Regions from separate parts of the Zea mays genome. Here region 2 is linked to region 1. Evidence: chromatin contacts called from public Hi-C data. All regions are on one chromosome and are shown on one strand. The core of a region is the stretch at or near the end of the contact, and the rest is flanking DNA. Distances in the headings are between cores, read along the strand shown.

What was found. Hi-C and Micro-C count contacts between places; a contact is called where the count stands out from the background.
Region 2: a contact with region 1 is called in a Hi-C map of leaf, with 3 times the contacts expected there. The contact joins the promoter of LOC100272317 here to the enhancer-like site in region 1. A contact is called at or near these places in 4 of 25 Hi-C or Micro-C datasets (bundle sheath, ear, leaf and 1 more).

Annotation. Positions count from the first base shown.
Region 1 is chr2:138,438,871-138,442,438 of Zm-B73-REFERENCE-NAM-5.0, forward strand. No RefSeq gene overlaps it. Among protein-coding and RNA genes, the nearest start is that of LOC103647008, 78 kb to the left of the region's middle. Within about 2 kb of position 2,026, at least 17 of the 20 cell types and tissues checked have an H3K27ac peak or open chromatin away from gene starts, as enhancers often do. A contact at or near this core is called in bundle sheath, ear, leaf and 1 more, where this site is marked.
Region 2 is chr2:138,540,173-138,543,467 of Zm-B73-REFERENCE-NAM-5.0, forward strand. LOC100272317 (cleavage stimulating factor 64-like) reads right to left here and starts at 1,994. Exons shown (of 10, transcript NM_001146801.1): 1 at 1,812-1,994; 2 at 1,187-1,265; 3 at 205-379. The coding sequence starts at 1,854.

The DNA of each region.
Region 1 (3,568 bases), core at 776-3,275:
TGTGGTTAGAGATCCTCAGCTGAGTAAATCGATTCAGATCGCCGTTATATCCCCGGACAGTGGAGACTTGATCTCTGACCTGCAACCTAGGTCAGGATGTAAACATTATGAATAAAAATAATGTTGTATTGATGAGATGGTGAAATTAGACTAGATGCAACTAGAGTCTATTAATATTTAATCTGGCGTTAAAATATTGAAAGTAAGGACTCACTTTAGTAAGCTATTTCTGCAAAAGTATCTAAGTTGATTCTTGCTCAAGCCTTTCCTTGATTCCTATTTAACCAGCATATCCTTGAGAGTCTTTTTCCTTAGACGGGTAAGATTTGTGAAAGTACACTCCGTACTCAGGGTTTTTGAACCCATGTTGTTGTAGGTGATGAGGAGTACTCTAAGTGTTCCTGTGGTTGGAGGGCGTTTCCAATTCTGGAGGACTAGCTAGGTTTATGTATAAGCTTTGGAGGGTTTCTACCTCCCTGCTTTTGTAATAAGTTATGCACTTTAAGCATATTAGGACTTGTAATAAATGTAACTCTTCCTATGTAATAACCTTCAGTTTTAGAAATGAAAAGAATGTTTTGTGAAGTCTTCCGCTCTTATCTCCGAAGTGTGTGTGTATCGAATGTGGTTACTGTAATATGCATGTATGGTGGGAGATCCTTGGGGTGATGAGTTCAAGTTGTTGAACTCGTGATAGCCTTGTTAAGTTACCTAGTACACATGCATAGCCATCTGAGGCCATCAAGGCAAGGATTGGTGCATGTGGGCCCGATAACTTGGGAGGGCTGCCACAAAAGAACTATGCATAGTGGAATTTGAAATTATACACTCAATTTAGAAATGAAGTTCAACAAGTTTGAATTCAAACAATAGACATTTGAATTTAAGAAGAAGTCTAAATCAAGAATTTTAAAAGAAAAAGGTAATTAAAGGGAAAACAGCTGTGTGGGCCGCCTTCGGCACCGCAGGCCCAACTAATCGCGGATCCGTGCGGCCTTTCTCACGCACTGGATGGCGGGACCACTCGGTCAGCCTGTGTCGCGTGAATCGCTGGCCGGCTGACTCCCCGGACCCACATGACCGCTCGCCGACTGGTGGCCCCTATTGTCATCTCGCCGCTCGCGCAACGGACTCCGAGTTTGACGTCGACCGCAGCGGAATCGTGTGGTTGGGACTGCGCTCGCTCGATCCTCATGACTACTGGACCCGTGGGACGTTTTCGAGTGCTTCTCCCTCTTTCCCCTAGGTTATAACTGTGGCCGGACACCCCCCGTTACCTAGTCGCCCTCCCGGAGTCTCTCACGGAAGCCGGTGAAGTGCAGACGTGGGGAAGAAGTTCACTGCGTCGCGTCTTGGTCAAAGACCGGGTTTGGGAAGCCATAGCACCTCGAGTGTGTGTCGCGCAAGTTGGTGTCGTGGCTGGGCGTGGTCGGAACCGAGAACCGGAGCTCGGCGTTACCTCGGCTTTGTCCCGCGCGAGGGGGATTGGCTCCAGTACCGCACCACCGCAGGTATGGCCACTTCTGTCGTCTTCGTTGACCAGTCCTTGACGTATGGTGAGCCGCGGGAGAGGGAATTATACATCTGCGGGTTTTGAATTGCTCGTCAGAGCCAATTGACTCTGTGGCACCGAGCCACGCCGTGGGCAGGGTAGTGCCATCACTCAAACATTAAATCGGGGGTCTCGTCTGTTTCGCCTTGCGTCAGGCTGTGTTTTTAGCCACCGGCCGCGGGTGCAGGCGTCGGTGGGTATCGAATCGAGGAACGCTAGTGTGGTCATCGCCATGAACACGGTGGCGCGGTCGTGCTTGAGGTTGGGCATGGGTAGCGCGGCATCCGACCGTCGATCTGAAAGCATGTGGCTACGATTAGAACGAAGATAACCCTTCGATGCTTGTGATCCTAGCCACTGGTGGGTGATCTCGGGGTGGAGATTCAATCATCGCGTCGGCGTATTGTGGGCTGTACAATTTGGATCCAAGGATCCGTATCACGCACCGGTCGACTCAGTTATGTGATCTAATCTCACCCATGAAGATCTGATCGGGCGACTCTAGTGCGCCAGTACCCCTTCGGTGTGGGCGAACTTGTAAAAGAGACCCTGAGAAATTGGCTAATTAACCCGCAGTCTAGCACAAGGAGTTCTCAGTCTTATGATGTTTTACGCAGAGGCCCCTACACTTCCTGAATATAGTAAGCGCAATCCATACATTTAATAAAACAGAGAAATTGGTTTAGAAAATGATTTTTAGTACACAACTAATTGCAAAAACTTGTTTAATTCCTAGAAAATTCATTTTAGCTCCTTTTTAATCCATTCCAGTTCCTATAATTTTGTATTAATATTGTTTATCACTTAATAACATTGTTTTAGCATGAAACCCATATTAAGTTTGATCACTTAATTAATCTTGTACCAAACACATAAAACCTTCGGAAATTCAAAACTCGAAATCCGTAACTCTGAATGTAGTGATTCTTTTTCCTATGATCTCGTTACAACACATAGATTATTATTATGTATTCTGTATTCATGTTTGGTGTGATGTTATTTTATCCCTCGTACCATGTTTGTTTGCATTATGACGAGTAGACGAGCCAGTGGCCGAGGATCCAGGTGTTCAGCAGGTAGAAGTTGCTGAGCAGGAGCTCATTGAAGGCATGTTGTGCCCTTGACCACTTTATTTACCCAATAATGTTCTCTATAATCATTTTATCATGAATAGGCTTAATTTTGATGGGACCCAATAGGCCACCCTAGTCTGGTTATCTTTATACCTTGTTTAACCCTGAATTTTTTGGTAGTCCTTGCTATTGCTATATATGGTTTTGAGTGTTGAGACAACTATTACACATGATCACTCTTTATTACTGTTCTATTTCTATTCATGATAAGACAACTATGTTAATTGGAACATCGATCTTAACTTGAGAAACACGTGCCACCACAAGGGTGGAATGGGACGCCCTTGGCTGACTAACTAGGAAAGCTAGTGGAGGACTACCTTTCCCAAAAGGGGCAAGGGCAGTAGGGGAGTAGGCGTGTAGGGAGGTTCCGGGGTTGATTTTGCTCCGATGGCGGTCAGACGGGGGATTCCTGCATTGCTCTTCCTAGAAACTGTAGCGGGTTTTCTGAAGCTAGTGGAACTTTGTAAAAGCCTTGTAGTGGATCCCTAGCTATTCACCTCGGAAGTGTCTAAGGGTCTAGCTAACACTGGCTAGATGGGATACACGACTTGTGGGTACTGGGTACGACCTCTGCAGAGTGTAAAACTGGTATACTAGCCATGCTCGCGGTAATGAGCCGCTCAATACTCTTGCATGATTAATTTATGGAATTAAATTCAATTTATCATTTGCATCGCATTGGGATTTATTATTAATTCTGATCTACTATTACTCTGGTTTGGTTCTACTTACATTTAGTAACTACTAATAAAATTTGACCAACTTATTAAAAGCAATGCTCAACTTTAACCCTTATTTATTGGTCAGCCTTACTCTTCACATGAACTCCCACCTTTGGTAAGTTCATGCACGTTATTCCCCACAACTTGTTGAGCTATGA
Region 2 (3,295 bases), core at 744-3,243, 100 kb after region 1:
CAGCAGGTGTGTGTATGTACAACCAAGCAGCTGTACATACACAAACACGCTTGTAAGAGATCGAAACAGGAGACACAGGGTGGTTGGAGAAGGCGCAACTATTATCATTCACAGAACGAAGACAATACAACTTCTCAGATTAACAGAGAACTCCAAAGGTGGTAGGAAAGGCTCTTCTACAGTAAAAATTTGAGGATCGTCGACCTTTTCTCTATTTCTGTCAGTGTTCCTCCCATTTTCAGCAAAATCAACCCGTAACTGACGACCATTGATCTCGTAACCCTGAAGGTTCCGCCGTGCACTTAGAGCAGTTTCCTCGTCCTTGTACTCGCAAAAGCCATAACCTTTTGGCTTGCCAGTCTCTTTGTCAATCACCAACCTGCAAGCAATTTGTAGCAGTCAGTTGCCAAAAAGCATAGCTCAATAGCATTTTAATCAAATTCACAAGTTGCAAAAACATAACCGTAGCAAACATGTTACTGGGCCAAAATCAGTTTCAGCAAATATTCACCTAGGAGAAATCTGATCAAATAAAGGCACATGTGTATATGCCAGACATGTCAGATACCAGTGCTGCTCTGGACTTACTGAGATTTATGGTTAAGCATCAGTCTAACTCAAAATATCACTTGTGATAGTCTTCATAAGAAAACTGTGGTTCTATAGTATGTCAGGCATGCCCAACGAAACTTGGTAAGTTCCACATATGGCTACATTAGTTTATACATCAATGTTCTATATCATTACCATTCCTAAAGGTAAATTTACAAGAATCATAACGACCCCCCCCCCCCCCCCCCGTCTGAGGAAGACATGAATCTTTGAAAGCAAAGCAAGATTGGCGAGGGGGCATCTATTTTTTTAGTTTACCCTGTTCTGCTCATCACAACATATACAGCTTTCTTCTGTCATATTTGCTCAAAAGATATGTGCTGCACAAGCGCAATTCAGCCATCAAACTTGTGTAATCAATTTGCCGTTAGTCGGTATTCTGACCGTGGTGAGGCACCGTGGTTCTTTTTCATTTGTAGCACAATGCCAACACCTGAACATATTCCTTCGTTTTTAATATAAACAGAATAAATAAGGCAAAAACACACATTTTGACAGTAAGTGCTAGTTTCTACAACCCATCTAGAGCTGCACGACAGTGTTACAGTTTTTATGTGGGTGAGCAGAAGCGCACCTGAAGGATACGACTGGGCCAACCTCTTCGCAAATCTGCACGAGCTGCTCCTCTGTCGCATCGTATGGTATGTTGCCAACTGTAATTGAGATTGATAAATACAACCTGTCAGTCCTAAAATCCCCTGCACATCCAGAAACAACAACAAAAACATCTTGCGCGCCCAATGAAGCATTAGGGTGATATGTTGGGAATAGTGCCACATTGTGTGGTGTGGGTGGTCAAGCATGGTTTATATGATTGAGGGTGTAACCCTAATGCGCTAGGTTTTTCAGGGTAGTATTGACCCAACAGACCTAAAGGCCACTGCTATGTGTTAGTACGAGTGTGTCATGGCCGATGGGGGTGGACGCGCCGTGGTCCAGTTCCAATGCCATAAACCAAAACCCTAGGCAAGAAGTTCGATCCGAAGAGGGGCTCAGGACAGGGGAATCAGCGCCAAATCGGAAGAACCCGGGGGCCGAGTCCAAATCGACCCGAACTGAAAAGGAGCTGCCCTCGGTGACACCAGCGAACCACGGCAGGTGGCTCTCCTCCCCCCTCGGCCCCTCCAAGTGGAACCAAAGCCTCCGAGCTTCCGGATCACGCCGGTCAGGGAACGTAACCGAGGGTGGCGAAGGCGTACCGAAGACGCAGCGATTCTGAGCGCCCACGGGAGCAGCGGCCATGCTCAGCGGCGGCACGGGAGGCGCCCGGCCGGCTGCTTGGCTGCTTCCGCCGTGAGATGCCGGTGGGCGTGGCCCGTGGATGTGTATGCCTCGCTCGCAGGCCGCGGCTGTGGCGTGCGTGGCGCCCGTTTATTATAGGGGAGGGACTGAGGGAGGGGAGGCAAGGGTGTCAACATATATATGTGCAGATAAAGATAAGCTTAAGCCTTGTTTAGAATAACTAGAGTTAATAGTTACCTAGCTAATAAATTATTAGCTGGGTTAAATCAGCTAATAAACTAATTGTTAGATGTGAGGTACTAACAATTAGTTATGGTATTAAGGGATGGTATTTGGAAACCAACAAATAATTTTTAATAGCGAATTATTAATTTTAGAGGTTATAAATATGACCTTAGACATGATTTGTTTGTAGAGATAAGAATATATTGTTTCTAGAGATAAGAATAGATGAGATATAGGGTTAGTTTAGTGTCTGACGCGCGGCGCCACGCCGCGTCTAAGCCGCGGCGGCTGAATCGGCCGCCATAGCTGCAGCAGCGAAAGTGTGGCAAGAGGTGGCAGTTTAGGCGTAATACTAAACAGCCCATATACTTAAGGTCGTTACAACAAACCACGGATTAAATTTATCTCTACGTGTAAACAAAGGTGCGGCATGACAGGATAATAAGATTTCACAGCTCCTCTGGTGTTCATGTGCTCTTGACAAGACACCGATTTAGCTGCCAACGCGTTTTTCTTTTCCAGCCGGGATTTATTGCGCTGATTTGCTTTGATTAGCCTGGATTCTCGTTCTAAGTGTGTTTCTTCGCTCTTGAGTCTCGACCATGCTCCCCGCATTCATCGCTCTGATTTTATTTCTTTGTTTTTTTTTTTGCCCCACAACTCCACAAGTCGTTCGCGTTCGTGTGTGCTTGACTGACAACCGGAATGTCAATGAGGCATTTAATTTTCCTGACTAAAACTAAGCTCGTGCCACATCAAATATTTAACTATTAATTATTAAATATAGAATTAATTAGATTTATCTGGTCTTTTAGTTTCCATTTGTATAATTAATTTTATAATTAAACTATATTTAATATAATTATCATTCAAACATTCGATGATGTGACAGAGACTAAACTTCAGTTTAGTGGTGTTGGTCACCTGTTTTGATTCCTAAAACAGACCAAAACAGGACAATATAATTCATGTTAAGAGACATTTATTCCTGTAATCTATTCTGAAGATAGATTAGAGGAAAAAGACTATGAAAATAAAATGACCTTTGAATAAAGTAAGGCCACTTAAGAAGAATGATGTATCATTTTTGTTGCTTCTTCTCCATTATGCAAAATTACAAGTACATCTTTTAAGCAAAATGGGAAGTATAGAGGCAAAGAAGATACAGCTTCGTAGGTGGAACAAATCAGACCTCGGGCAAATAAGGTGTCTCATG